3 separate regions of the Mus musculus genome follow, and regions 2 and 3 are each linked to region 1. A link is a contact called in public HiChIP or PLAC-seq and promoter capture Hi-C data. All regions are on one chromosome and are shown on one strand. The core of a region is the stretch at or near the end of the contact, and the rest is flanking DNA. Distances in the headings are between cores, read along the strand shown.

Evidence for each region. Promoter capture Hi-C pulls out the DNA fragments that hold promoters and counts their contacts. HiChIP or PLAC-seq counts read pairs in DNA pulled down with a chosen protein or histone mark.
Region 2: a promoter capture Hi-C map of pre-B cells shows a contact between it and region 1, with 4 times the contacts expected there. The contact joins the promoter of Cers2 here to the promoter of Prpf3 in region 1. A contact is called at or near these places in 18 of 39 promoter capture datasets (the 3T3-L1 cell line, 3T3-L1-derived adipocytes, the SN4741 cell line and 11 more), 4 of 484 Hi-C or Micro-C datasets (cerebellar granule neurons, cortical neurons, embryonic stem cells and 1 more), 5 of 115 datasets of contacts at active chromatin or transcription factors (the NIH/3T3 cell line, craniofacial prominence, differentiating embryonic stem cells and 2 more) and 4 of 9 other capture datasets (adipose tissue, liver, macrophages and 1 more).
Region 3: an H3K4me3 HiChIP or PLAC-seq map of bone marrow-derived macrophages shows a contact between it and region 1, with 5 times the contacts expected there. The contact joins the promoter of B230398E01Rik here to the promoter of Prpf3 in region 1. A contact is called at or near these places in 2 of 39 promoter capture datasets (liver and neutrophils), 1 of 115 datasets of contacts at active chromatin or transcription factors (bone marrow-derived macrophages) and 1 of 9 other capture datasets (adipose tissue).

Annotation. Positions count from the first base shown.
Region 1 is chr3:95,853,687-95,857,810 of GRCm38.p6, reverse strand. It overlaps Prpf3 (pre-mRNA processing factor 3), which reads left to right and starts at 1,926. Exons shown (of 16, transcript NM_001316751.2): 1 at 1,926-2,062.
Region 2 is chr3:95,313,277-95,317,224 of GRCm38.p6, reverse strand. Cers2 (ceramide synthase 2) reads right to left here and starts at 2,035. Exons shown (of 11, transcript NM_029789.2): 1 at 1,880-2,035. Anxa9 (annexin A9) reads left to right here and starts at 2,045. Exons shown (of 14, transcript NM_001379545.1): 1 at 2,045-2,422. LOC115489748 reads left to right here and starts at 1,429. Exons shown (of 2, transcript XM_030252979.1): 1 at 1,429-1,468; 2 at 1,661-2,481. The coding sequence starts at 1,429. The coding sequence ends at 2,463.
Region 3 is chr3:94,986,144-94,989,767 of GRCm38.p6, reverse strand. It overlaps B230398E01Rik (a long non-coding RNA gene), which reads left to right and starts at 1,311. Exons shown (of 4, transcript XR_003954666.1): 1 at 1,311-3,624. The region is part of intron 2 of Pi4kb (phosphatidylinositol 4-kinase beta); the gene reads right to left.

The DNA of each region.
Region 1 (4,124 bases), core at 677-3,176:
GCCTTCATCTGAGTTTTGCCAAAACTGCCAAAACTATTCAAACAGGGAAAGGACAGCCTGAGAGCTTGGTTTGGTGGTTCAGGCCTGTAATCTCAGAATTTAAGAGATGGAAGTGAGAATATCAGGAGTTCAAGATCATCTGCATAGTGAGTTTGAGGCCAGCCTGGGCTACGTGAGACTCTGCCTCAAACAAAGCAAATAATAGTATCAGGAAATTGGATATTCATGAGCATAAAAATGAGTTAAAGTTGGGCATAGTGGCACATGCTATAGACTACCAGAAGTACTTTCTCTCTCTCTCTCTTTTTTTTTTTTTTTTTGGTTTTTCGAGACAGGGTTTCTCACCACTGCCCGGCTTTTTTTTTTTTTTAAAGATAAACTTATTTTATTTATACGAGCACACTGTAGCTGTCTTCAGACACACCAAAAGAGGGCATCAGATCCCATTACAGAGCCACTATGTGGTTGCTGGGAATTGAACTCAGGACCTCTGGAAGAGCAGTCAGTGCTCTTAACCACTGAGCCATCTCTCCAGTCCCAGAAGTACTTTCTCTTACCTAACTGCATTTGATGTCCCTTATCTAACCTCTATCCACTACCCCCACCTTTCCCAGAGGAACTGCCATTCCTTAAAAAAAAAAAAAAAAAAAAAAAAAAAGTTTTACATTTTATTTGGGGGATGTGTAGTGGGGAACTTGCCATGGTAGACAAGTATTTATTAAGTACTTAATTGTATGAGTGTTACTGTAAGTATAAGCACTAAGCGTGTGGTGGCTATTCCTGGTTATCTACTTGACTATATTTGGAATGAACTACAATTCAGAATTGGAAGGCTCACCTGTGATCCTAATCTGGAGGCTGAGATATACAATTTCTGACCTGGATCTTGGCACGGAGATCTTGAGGCATAGTGGCTATAAATTCCAGAAAATTAAGACTGGGGGATCTTTGAGTTGAAGGCTTGGTGGCACACACCTTTCATCTGGGCCACACCTTCTGCTGGAGACCTACATAAGGACATTGGAAGAAGGAAGATTCTCTCTCTCTTCTCCACCTGCTTGTCTTGTGGGACTGAGCAACTGCTAGATCCTTGAACTTCCTTTCATAGCTGCTGCTGCCCATTGTTGGGACTTGGACTACAGACTGTAAGTCATCAACAAATCCCCTTACTATACAGAGACTACCCATAAGTTCTATGACTCTAGAGAACCCTGACTAGTACAAAGCCTAAGTTAACTTTTATGAATACGGTAGATGATACTACAAGTACAATAAGGAAAAAAAAAAGAAAAAAGAAAAAAAAAGTGGGACTCTAGAGCGTCAAGTATCAAAATTAAATAGGGCGGCCAGAAAGGCTTCTCTAAGGCTAATTTGAGCACAAACCCGAAGTAGAGTGGAGTGCAAATCTTGTAGTTTTCTTAGTAAAGAGCCATGCAAGGCAGAAAGCGACAAGCGAGAAAGTAGTCTGGTTTCTGAGGCTGAGCTAGCAATTGGAATACTGTTATCCCTAGAGGTTAGGAAGTGAGGCAGGTTTTGGTGTTTCATTGGCGAATGGGAAGCCAGGGGATAGCTCTGAATCTGTTCTTTTTTGTTGCCTGGTCTCTGGTATCGATTTTAAATTAGGGAGGCAAAGTTAAGGGAGGGCAGCTAATGCTAGAGATCACAATTTTTTTTTTTTTAAACTAGAAAGGACACTTTGAGTACGAATGTGGACGTCCTTGCTTTTAGTTCTAAGTGATAATCTTAGCGCACTAACTCTTTGGACCCGAGGGAATGTGATGCCAACCGATTTCTGCTCCGGGAAATAATGCCCGAACTAACGTTGGCATCGCTCCGGGACAACCCGCGGACTAGGCTTTAGGATCCCGCGGCGCGTGCGCCCCGCGGCCGGCACCTTGATACCGCGGCTGCGCAGCTGAGGCCCCGCCTTCCGTAGTCACGTGCCGTAGGGACCGCAGCGTGGCGGTGTGTGGCGGTAGCGACGGCGGGCCGTAGGGCAACCGGAAGGTTTCCGGTTCCGGTGTAACGTTCGGGCTCCGTCTCAGGGGCTGAAGTTTGTGAGGTGAGTAGTGGCCCCGCGCCCGAAAGGCTGTAGCCTTCGGTGCGAGCGGCTGGACAGGGCGGGAGTGCTCGGCGGGAAGCAGGCTGGGAGGACTCCCTGGTTCTGTCCGGGGAAGAAGTCAGAATGGGCTGGCTGAAGGCAAAGGGCGGGGGCGGGAAGCAGCAGGGTGGGCAAACCTGCCCTGAGGTGAGGAGTTAGCGCGGACTCGGTGGGGCCGGGGCCAGGTGGGAAGATAGCAAAGACCGGAGCATGGGGTTCCAGGGGCTTGTAGCGTAGAAAAGTAAGGAATCCCTTCGGAAGATGAGATTCTGCTACCTGCTCATTCAGAAGACAGCGTTCTGCCTCCCTCCCCTTCCCCTTCCCCTTCCCCTCCACCCCCCAGCCCCCCACCGACGCTGACGCCCCCTCGCTATTAGAGTTGAACATCTGGTTAGTGACAACTCTACTGACTGAAACTTTCTTATCCATTGACTGTTTCGTTTGCACATTCGGGTCGAATTTGAAGACATCCATTTGTTAGTATATTTCTTGAGCTTACATCCAATATGCTTAATATGCTTCACCTATTACTCTGGATTTTGAAAATTGCTTAAACTTTCTAGCCTATTATTCAATTGTAGTGGGTTGTAAGTCCCATTAACATGAGGATTCTTGGCTGTTTTGTTCACTGCTGTGTGTGTCCTTACATGCAGTAAGTATTCTGCTTGACAAGAAATAGTAACTTAAGTATTTATTGAATGGAGTGTTATACCAGATGTCTCATTTTCTAAGATAAGTATACTGAGGCTCTCGGGAATTAACTTGCTTTCCTAAGGGCTTATGAATGGTGGTGCTTACTATATTCTATCTTAAATGGGCTTTCTTCTCCACTTTTAGTGCCTGTGGTTGCTTTCTTTTTGATAGGCAGTATACTGCTATCTCATGATGGCCCAAAAAAGCTATCCCAGGATTATTCATAAAAGTTGTCACTGAGAAACAGCCTTCCAGATTCATTCAGATGTATTAAATACTGTGTATTGACAGATCTTATGAGAGAGAAATCTGTCAAGAATGTAGGAGCTAATTAGACTGCATCTTTTTTTTTTTTTTTTTTTTTTTATGACAAGGTCTCATGTAGCCACCGGTGATGTTGAACTCTGTAGCCAAGGCTGGACTTGAACTCCTGATTCCCCTTGTGCTGGGATCACAGGCTTGTATGATCATTCTGAGGTTGCATTTTTTAGATGTCTTTAAACATCTTGAAAGAGTAATTCCCAGATCATACTAAGATGCATGGCAGTGCTAAGAGGAGGTCTTATGGGAAGTTGAGGTCGGTGCAGTCAATAGATTGACATGCAGCCATTAGGAAGAAAATCAGAAATTAAGTTATCTTTATGCTGGTGAAGATGTTGAGATTTAAGATTACCCAAATGTAAGCATGAATAGTGTTGAAATTTTTCTCCAACTGTGTTAAGTAATAAAAAAATCATGTTGGTGTATAGAATACTTACCAGCATGAATAAAACTACAGAGAAAGGTGACAGCATTCTTAAGGATTATGAGATTTAACACAGGAGGACTGACTTGAATAAACCCTCTTCTTTGAATCCGTTAGACAAGTTTTAGGTCAAAGTTAGGTTAGAGAATGGCTTCCAGAGCAGAAGTTGACTTCTAGATTGACTCTTCAGATGTTCTGTTTGCCAGTCTTTTGTGTGACAGGGTCAGAGTTAGAACCCATTCCTCAGATTACGTTATTCCTAGTTTGTTCATTCTTTAGATAGCAATGATGACTGATGCTGAGTTAGAATTAAAATATCAAATGAGTGGGGCATGGTTGTATGCTCCTAGAATTTCTCACTGGGCAAGTGGAGACAGGAGAGTTGCCAAGTGTTGAGTTCTGTATGAGCTACATTGTAAGACCGTATCTCAAAAAAAAAAAAAAACAAAAACAAAAACTAATGGACCCCTTCCTTCTGTTTTGAAGCTTGGTTTTAGGGAATGTATTTCCCTTCATATGAAGTGGAGAGATGTGCTTGGGGTTGAAAATAGGAATGGGGAAAAGCACTCTTATTATGCTATTATC
Region 2 (3,948 bases), core at 786-3,285, 540 kb after region 1:
CAAGTGTAATAGGGTGAGAGATGGGCACCTGCAGAGCCAGAAAGCTGGGAGGATAGAAGTGTGACCTGTAAGAAAACCTCAGGGCCAGTGAGACAGTAGATAGTGGGATAGAGACGGTTTCACAGGGCTCTCAAGTCTGAGCAACCATTAAGAAGGCGACATAGAGCCGGGCGTGGTGGTGCACACCTTTAATCCCAGCACTCCAGAGGCAGAGGCAGGCGGATTTCTGAGTTCAAGGCCAGCCAGATCTACAAAATAAGTTCCAGGACAGCCAGGACTATACAGAGAAACCCTGTCTCGAAAAACCAAAAAAACAAAAACAAAAAACAAAAAACTTCTTTCTAGGGCTGGAGAGATGGCTCAGTGGTTAAGAGCACTGACTGCTCTTCTGAAGGTCCTGAGTTCAATTCCCAGCAACCACATGGTGGCTCACAACCATCCGTAATGAGATCTGATGCCTTCTTCTGGAGTGTCTGAAGACAGCTATGGTATTTACATATAATGAAATAAATAAATCTAAAAAAAAAAAAAAACAAAATCAACAACCATTTAAAAAAAAAAAAAAAAAAGAACTTCTTTCTAGATATTGAAGAGCAATAGAAGTCAACTGCTTCGGGCTAAAGTATGAGCCCAAAAATACAGGGCAGATTCTGGTAAAGCTAAGGGGTGAGGCTGTGACAACCGTGGCCTCAGGCTTCTCTGGGATGTTTCACAAACTTCCCTGCTCCAACCCCAAACACTATATAAGAATATGCCTTCCAGAGACAGGGAGAGGCCAGTAGGTTGAAGTAGCAGCGGCAAATGGGGTAGTGTTGAAAGGAACTGTACAATGTCAGTCTCCCTGTGGCCAGCGACAGAGAGAAACCTAGTCAGAGGCTCCAGTGAGAATAGAGGCACCAGAACTAGTTCACACACACAGCACACCACACCACACCCCTTAGAAATTAGGCACTATGTGGCCAGAAACAAGACCTAAGGAACGGAATATTTGACCTTAGGGGCCCCATCACAAATGCAAGACAGTCACCTTAGCTCTGGGATGGGAAGTGACCCCCTACCCCAGCTCTCACACAAACAGAAGTAATTTCTGGGGGAGGCCTTCCCTAACTCAGTTCTGGGGAAGACCGGCTCACTCCAGACCTCACAGCGCTTAGAACACCCTGACAGCTGAGGCTGGAAACTCGGATAAGTGAGATCTGGTTTGGATGCCAGGAGTGCAGCTTAGGCACAGGAATTCCCAAGCTCAGGCTAAAAAGAAATGCCACCCACCTGCAGGTAGCCAACTAACTTGAGGGCCTCTGGGCCTGTAATTAGCAAGTTACAACCCAGAGCTGGCCAAACACGCCCCATAACGGTATAGGAATGTGAGCCCTTTGGGGCCGGGACAGACACTAAAGAGTGTACTCCTTCCTGTTTCCCGTTAGGCACATGGACACTCTGACCTCCCTCTTGGGATGGGCACAAGGGGGTCAGAAACAGAGGCGGCAGCGGCGGCGGTAGCAGTAGCAGCAACAGCAGCAACAGCAGGGGCCGCCACCGTTCCTCCTCGGCCTCCACACTCAGGCCCCAGGACGCACGCGGGCCCGCAGGGGCTTCTAGCACCGAAGGTCCGCTACTGCTCCACTCCTAACAAAGGGGCGTCTGTACCATGGATCCTGAGCGAGCGCCCGGCCCCAGTCCCCCTACCTGTTGCCCCGCAGGCCTTCTCTGGTCCGAGGCCCCAGCCGGGCCCGGATCGCCCGCTCCAGCAGCGCTCGGCCCGCCCTCCGGCAGGCCGGCCGCCATGAGCCGGTGGAGGCCCCGCTCCCTCCGAGCTGCACCCTGAGCCCCCGCGCCCGTCACTGCCCCGCCACCCTCGCGGACCCGCGCACAGACTTACTCGGCGTCCGGTGCAGAGCTGCTCCGGCCCGGGCGCCGCTACTCCGTTTCCCACTTCTAGCGCCCGGCCGGTGCGCACTGACTGGGCCGGGTCCTCTCCTCCCCCTTCCGCTGCCCGCGGCTCCCTCCCTCCTTCCTCCTTTGCCCGCCGAGCCCCGGCGAGCCCAGGCCGAGCCCAGTAGCGGAGCTGAGTTGGGTGTGGGCCGCGGCCGGGCGGGGCCCGGTGCCCGGAACCCTGCGCTGCGCCTATGGAGCGGAGGAGCCCCGACGGGGCGGGTGGCACGTGCCCCGCAGGGCGCCTGGGTCTCTGAGTGGCGCGGTTGCGGCCCACCCGGACATTGGTCAGGGACCCCCTGGTGCTTGAGCCCAGAGCAGTTCAGAGCTGGCTGCCTCTGCCCAACCCCGCGGCCCTGGTGTGGTCGGCGACCTCAGCCCATGATTTACCCCCGGGTTGAATGCTACAATCCCATCGTCCGGCTTCACTGGGCATCAGAGGAAGGGTGCACGCGGAGAAAACCCTGCACAGATCCCGATGCTCCCTACGGTGAGATCCACAATGCCCCCTCCCCCAGCCCTGCTGTTTAGAGTCCTAACAGAGCTACTCAAACCTTTTGTAAAATGTACTCCAGGCTACACTATGGTTAGCCGTGATCAGTTTCGTATTAGAACCTGTTTTCCCTTAAATAGTCCCATAAAATCTATGCCTCAAGAAGAGAGCAGCAGGTTGGAGACATGGCTCAGCGGTTAAGAACACCGACTGCTGTTCTAGAGATACTGAGTTAAATTCCTAGCAACCACATGGTCACTCACAACTATCTGGGATCCCATGCACTCTTCTGGTGCGTCTGAAGACAGCCACATTGTACTCATATAAATTAATAAATAAGGGGACGGATGGGGGGGAGAGAGAGAGAGAAAGCGCCCAGCAGCCTTAACTCCCATCTCCCATACTCCCATTATGGACAGAACTTGACTAAGTTGTCAAGTGACCCTTAACCGGGAGAGTTAAGCTTAGCTTCTTCCATGTAAAAAATGCTTTAAAAACTATCCCCTGGGAAGTGGTGGCGCACTCCTTTAATCCCAGCACTTGGGAGGAAAAGGCAGGCGGATTTCTGAGTTCAAGGCCAGCCTGGTCTACAGAGTGAGTTCCAGGACAGCCAGGGCTACACAGAGAAACCCTGTCTCGAAAAACCAAAAAAAATACAAAACAAAACAAAACCAAAACCCTGCCTGGTGCAATTTCACATCTCATGCCCAAGCACAGTCCCAGCATTTGGGAGACTATGTTTTTTTTTAAACCTTCATAAAATAGTTTTGTTTTTTCTTTTTAAATTTATGTGTGTGAGTGTTTTGCCTGAATGTATGCATGTGTTCCACGAATGTCTGGTGGCCAACAAGGTCAGTGGAGGATATCAGATTCCCTGGAACTGGAGTTATATAAGGTTGTAAGCAGCTATGTGGGTGCTGAGAATCAAACGGGTCCTCTGTAAGTAAGAACATGACAGCTGAGCTGTCTCTCCCGCCTTTGTTATGAACCCAGGTCCTCTGAAGGAGCAGCCTGTGCTCTTAACCGCCGAGCCATCTCTCCAGCCCCGCCGTTTGTCTGTCATCATTAAGCCTGTGCCAGAGGCTTGCCTCACAATGTATGCCTGCCTTCTAGCACCAGGGCTTTGCCTGTGATCTTAGGAAGAGATGTAACCTCACTACTCTAGTGTGAGAGTTTGGCTCTCGATCTTGTCTGTTTGGGGAGTTAGAGAGGCAGTGGATGATTTCCAGCCTGTCTGCCCACTTGGTCCTTGCAGTGAGACCCCAGCACAGATGATACACCACAAAAGCCTGGCTGTCCCCTGCACTCTGCTCTATCCCTCTTCAGTAGCCTTCCTAAAATCTTCTGCAACGCGCACACACATACACCCTCACTTCTTTTTCCAACCAAGTCTGCTGTTTGGGCACTGGCTAACCCTTTTTAACCCCTCCCCACCGTTCTTGATGAATTGTCCCTTTTTCTTTTCTTTTTCTTTTCTTTTCTTTTCTTTTTTTTTTTTTTTTTTAATACTTGGCTTTCCCATG
Region 3 (3,624 bases), core at 62-2,561, 870 kb after region 1:
TGGCTCAGCCAGCACAGGGTCTAACATTTAGAAAACTGAATAAATATTTGATGGGCTGATGGCAGAAGCCATAAGGAAAGGGTTCTTGGTGGGAGAAATGGGATACTGGAGGTTTCTGCCAAGCAGTCCTTGGCTCTAATCCAGGAGTAAATTCTACCTCTCCCAGCTGTTTGCTCCAGAGACCGAGGGGCTAGGACTAAGCAGCACAACATTCCAGCTGCCGTCTGTGAGCAAAGGATCAGCTGAGCCTGTCAGGGCACTAAAGCTCAGAGGGAATGCCGCCAGGTCTGAAAGCCTGGCAGGGAGATACGAATCTCTGGGAGTCAAAGGGGTCTTCATTGGTCTTAGAAGACATGGGACGGAGAGGAAATGCGGCCACGTGTGGAGCCTGCCACCCAGTCCCAGCCTGGCCCCACTTACGGAACTGAATGAATTATCAATACTCTCGGTGCTGGAGGAGAGCTCCTGGGAAAGGGCCAGAGGGCAAGGGGAAGAAAGGGTGGGGTTGGGGGGAGGGAAAGAGACAAAGGCAAAGAATTTAGCTCCAACTTGGTTCATAACTGCTTCTCTTGTGCAGCTATATCTGCTTTAGTGAAAGACAGTCAGCCTGAAACTGCCAGTTGCCCAGAGTCTAGACATCTGTGGGATGTTGGAAGGCCAGCTCAGACCTTGAGATCAAAAGCTGAAGGCCAAGGCACCTTCTGTTTTCTGTTTTATCTCCTGTTCTTACCTGAACAAATCTTCCTTTTAGATCAAAATCCTAGAGGCTCACTTCTTTCATACCACTCACTCACATGCCTTCAACCAACCCTGTCCTCAAGGGGACAACCAAAAACTGCAAGACCCTTGTGGTACAAAGTCGATGTTCTTGTAGCTTCTTGGTAATCTCAGGAAGAGCTAAACTCCTCTCAGTCAGCCCTGCGATCACCCTAGGAAGCCTAATCCCAACCTTGAACCTGTGTGACAAAGGGCATCCCAAACCCATGAACCTGAAAGCTGTGGGCTGGATGCTCAAAAAATGCAGTCTTATCTCTTCCAAACCTTCTTAGGCTTACTATCAGGCTACTGCACATGACACTAAATATATTGTATTTTTTGATGTATGTTGGACAATTAGATCCTAACTAAATCCACCTGAGAAAGCTAATTAGAAGGGCGGTGGCAATCTTGATTCCAGCCCAAAGTTTAGATCCCAATAATCTAAATATCACCTCAGCTGAGGGCAGTAACACATGCTTGTAACCTCAGTACTTACAAGGCTGAGGCAGGCGGATCAAGAGCTCAAGGCTAGCCCAGGCTACATACTGAGTCTTTCTTAGAAAACAAATAAAAAATTACAAAATAAACAACATCCCTCCCCTGTGCTAGCTGGTATCTGGGAACAAAGTGAGGGACAGCTCCTTCAGTAATCGTGGAATAGCACTCATGGACTGGGCCATCCATCCTGGATTCTATACACTATATCCTACCTGGGCAGGCAGCAGGAACAGGAGCAAGAGAGGGGGGTCTGGACTAAAGGAAAGTCTTGAGAATTCCTAGAGCAAGAAGGCAGTGGCCATTGCACTCTGTTCTATAGCTAGCATTTCAAGCCTCTGCTTAATTCAATTCTATGACTGAAGTTCTTGATAGAGGCACTACATTTGGGTTTTCCTCAAGAATTTAGGCAGAAGATCATTTGCAGGGTGTAGTCACACTTGGAAACACCCTGCTAAGGCTACAACTCTTCTACTTTGGGTAGAAGTGGGAAGGAAAGAGGCAGTGAAGATGTCAGAATCTGTTATAATCTGCTGGTCCAACTTCTATACTTATGCTAGTTGCAGAAGAAAAAAGGCAGAAAATTGGCCTAGCTGATCCTCTCCCAGACAGGCCCCAGTGGGCTCATTAATGTCCATGGCAGACAGTAGGGTCTCATGATCTGTTCTCCTCCTACTCCCTGGGCCTGAGTCACTTGTACTGAGTCAGCTTCAGGGAGTGAAGCTGAAGCCAGGAGCTGACATCACACCCTTATCAGGCTGGAAAGGCTTCCAGTGTGACATGCAGCAGATGCCTCTGTACAAAGGTTACAGTCCTGAAAAGACAAAGCTAATCTCTTTGAAGTGTCATTATGTAGGGGAGGGTGTGATTAAGGGTTGGTTCCTAAATCACTCTCTGATTCTTGTGCCACCTTGCCAACTCTATGGCAAAATATTTATCATTTGGCTACAAATAGGAAGGAAAATTGAGGCTAAGAACTGCTTTTTTGGGGGGGGTGTATGTGAGTCTGTAGGGAACATAAAGGAATCCTCATAAGAACATGGAAACTTCTGTGAGATCTGGCCAATGAAGAAGAGTTTTGTATGGAGACTCCAGGAAGAAAGTAGCCCTGGGCCTCTTCTCTCCCGGAGCCCCCATTTCACTCTTCTGGAGCTCCTCCATAGTGGGAGGAACACGGGATTAACCAGAACCCGCAAGGACAACCAAGACTGGGAGCCAGTGTCAGGGCACACCCAGGAATTCTCCTATACAATGTCTTGCCTGGGCTTTAGAAAAATGTGTAGTTCATTTTAGTAAGGCACGTGCATACTTAATGCTTCCGTAAACTTTTTAATCAAGATATACACTAACTAGATCCTTATATTGGAGCTAGAGCTTTGTTAAACTTTATCAGTTCCTAGTCCAAGAACAGTATTTTATCCTCCATCCTTTTGCACACTGTACAGGGAAACAGCTAGTTGTTTAGTGAATGTTTCATATAATGGAGGAAGAAAGGGAAACCATTTCCCTTGGTACCTCAAGCACAAAGGCGTTAGTTAATTGGCATATCATCAAAATATCGAAAGGGACTGGCAGTAATTCCTAAGCTGAAGTCTCCATGCCTAGAAACCTAGCGGTATTTATGTTTATTTCCTAAGGAGCCTCAGTGGAGTTAAGTGCCTCACTTAACTCCAGCATCAGATAACCCAGAAGGGCCTCAGGAAGTGTGATCTTTTTCCTTTTCTGGATCTAGTAACCCAAGAGGAGCCAGGTGGGGAAGAAAGGCAACTGGAGAACCCACCCTAGAGATTTAAACACTCATAGAATACCTGCCTCTCAGAGCCATCCATAATCCTGCAGCAGAAGTTAGATGCATAGAAGAGGGACCCCAGACCAGCACAGGGTAAGAGAAACCCTAAGGCCTCTGCTTTTCTGGTCCTAAGATGCAGACTAAAAAATAGATACAGGGAAAAGTCAAGCCAGACAGGAGGTACCAGTGAACCCCTCCCAGAAGCACACTCACTCTGACCAGCTCTGACCTTCCATGAGACAGCTTCCGGAGAAGCTCAAGACCTTTAGGACCTCGGTTCCACCAAGGTCTGGATTCTTCTTGCTTTGCAGCGACCTCCCTTTCTAGACCCTGGACTCTGCTGCCAAACTAAACAGAAATGGAAACAGTCTGACCTAGCTCCCAGAATGGCTTGGGCTTTGTCTATACGTGAATGTGGAAGTGTAGGTTGTCACATCCTGGGCTCTTCTTCTCCAATGACCTCTTACAGCTGGGATCTGGGGAAGCAGATGCTGAGAAATAACCTAGGCAGCTCAGCAGTGACTATGAGCACGAGCTATGGACTGGGCTCCCGGTCTAATAGTCACTACTGAGTGACCTTA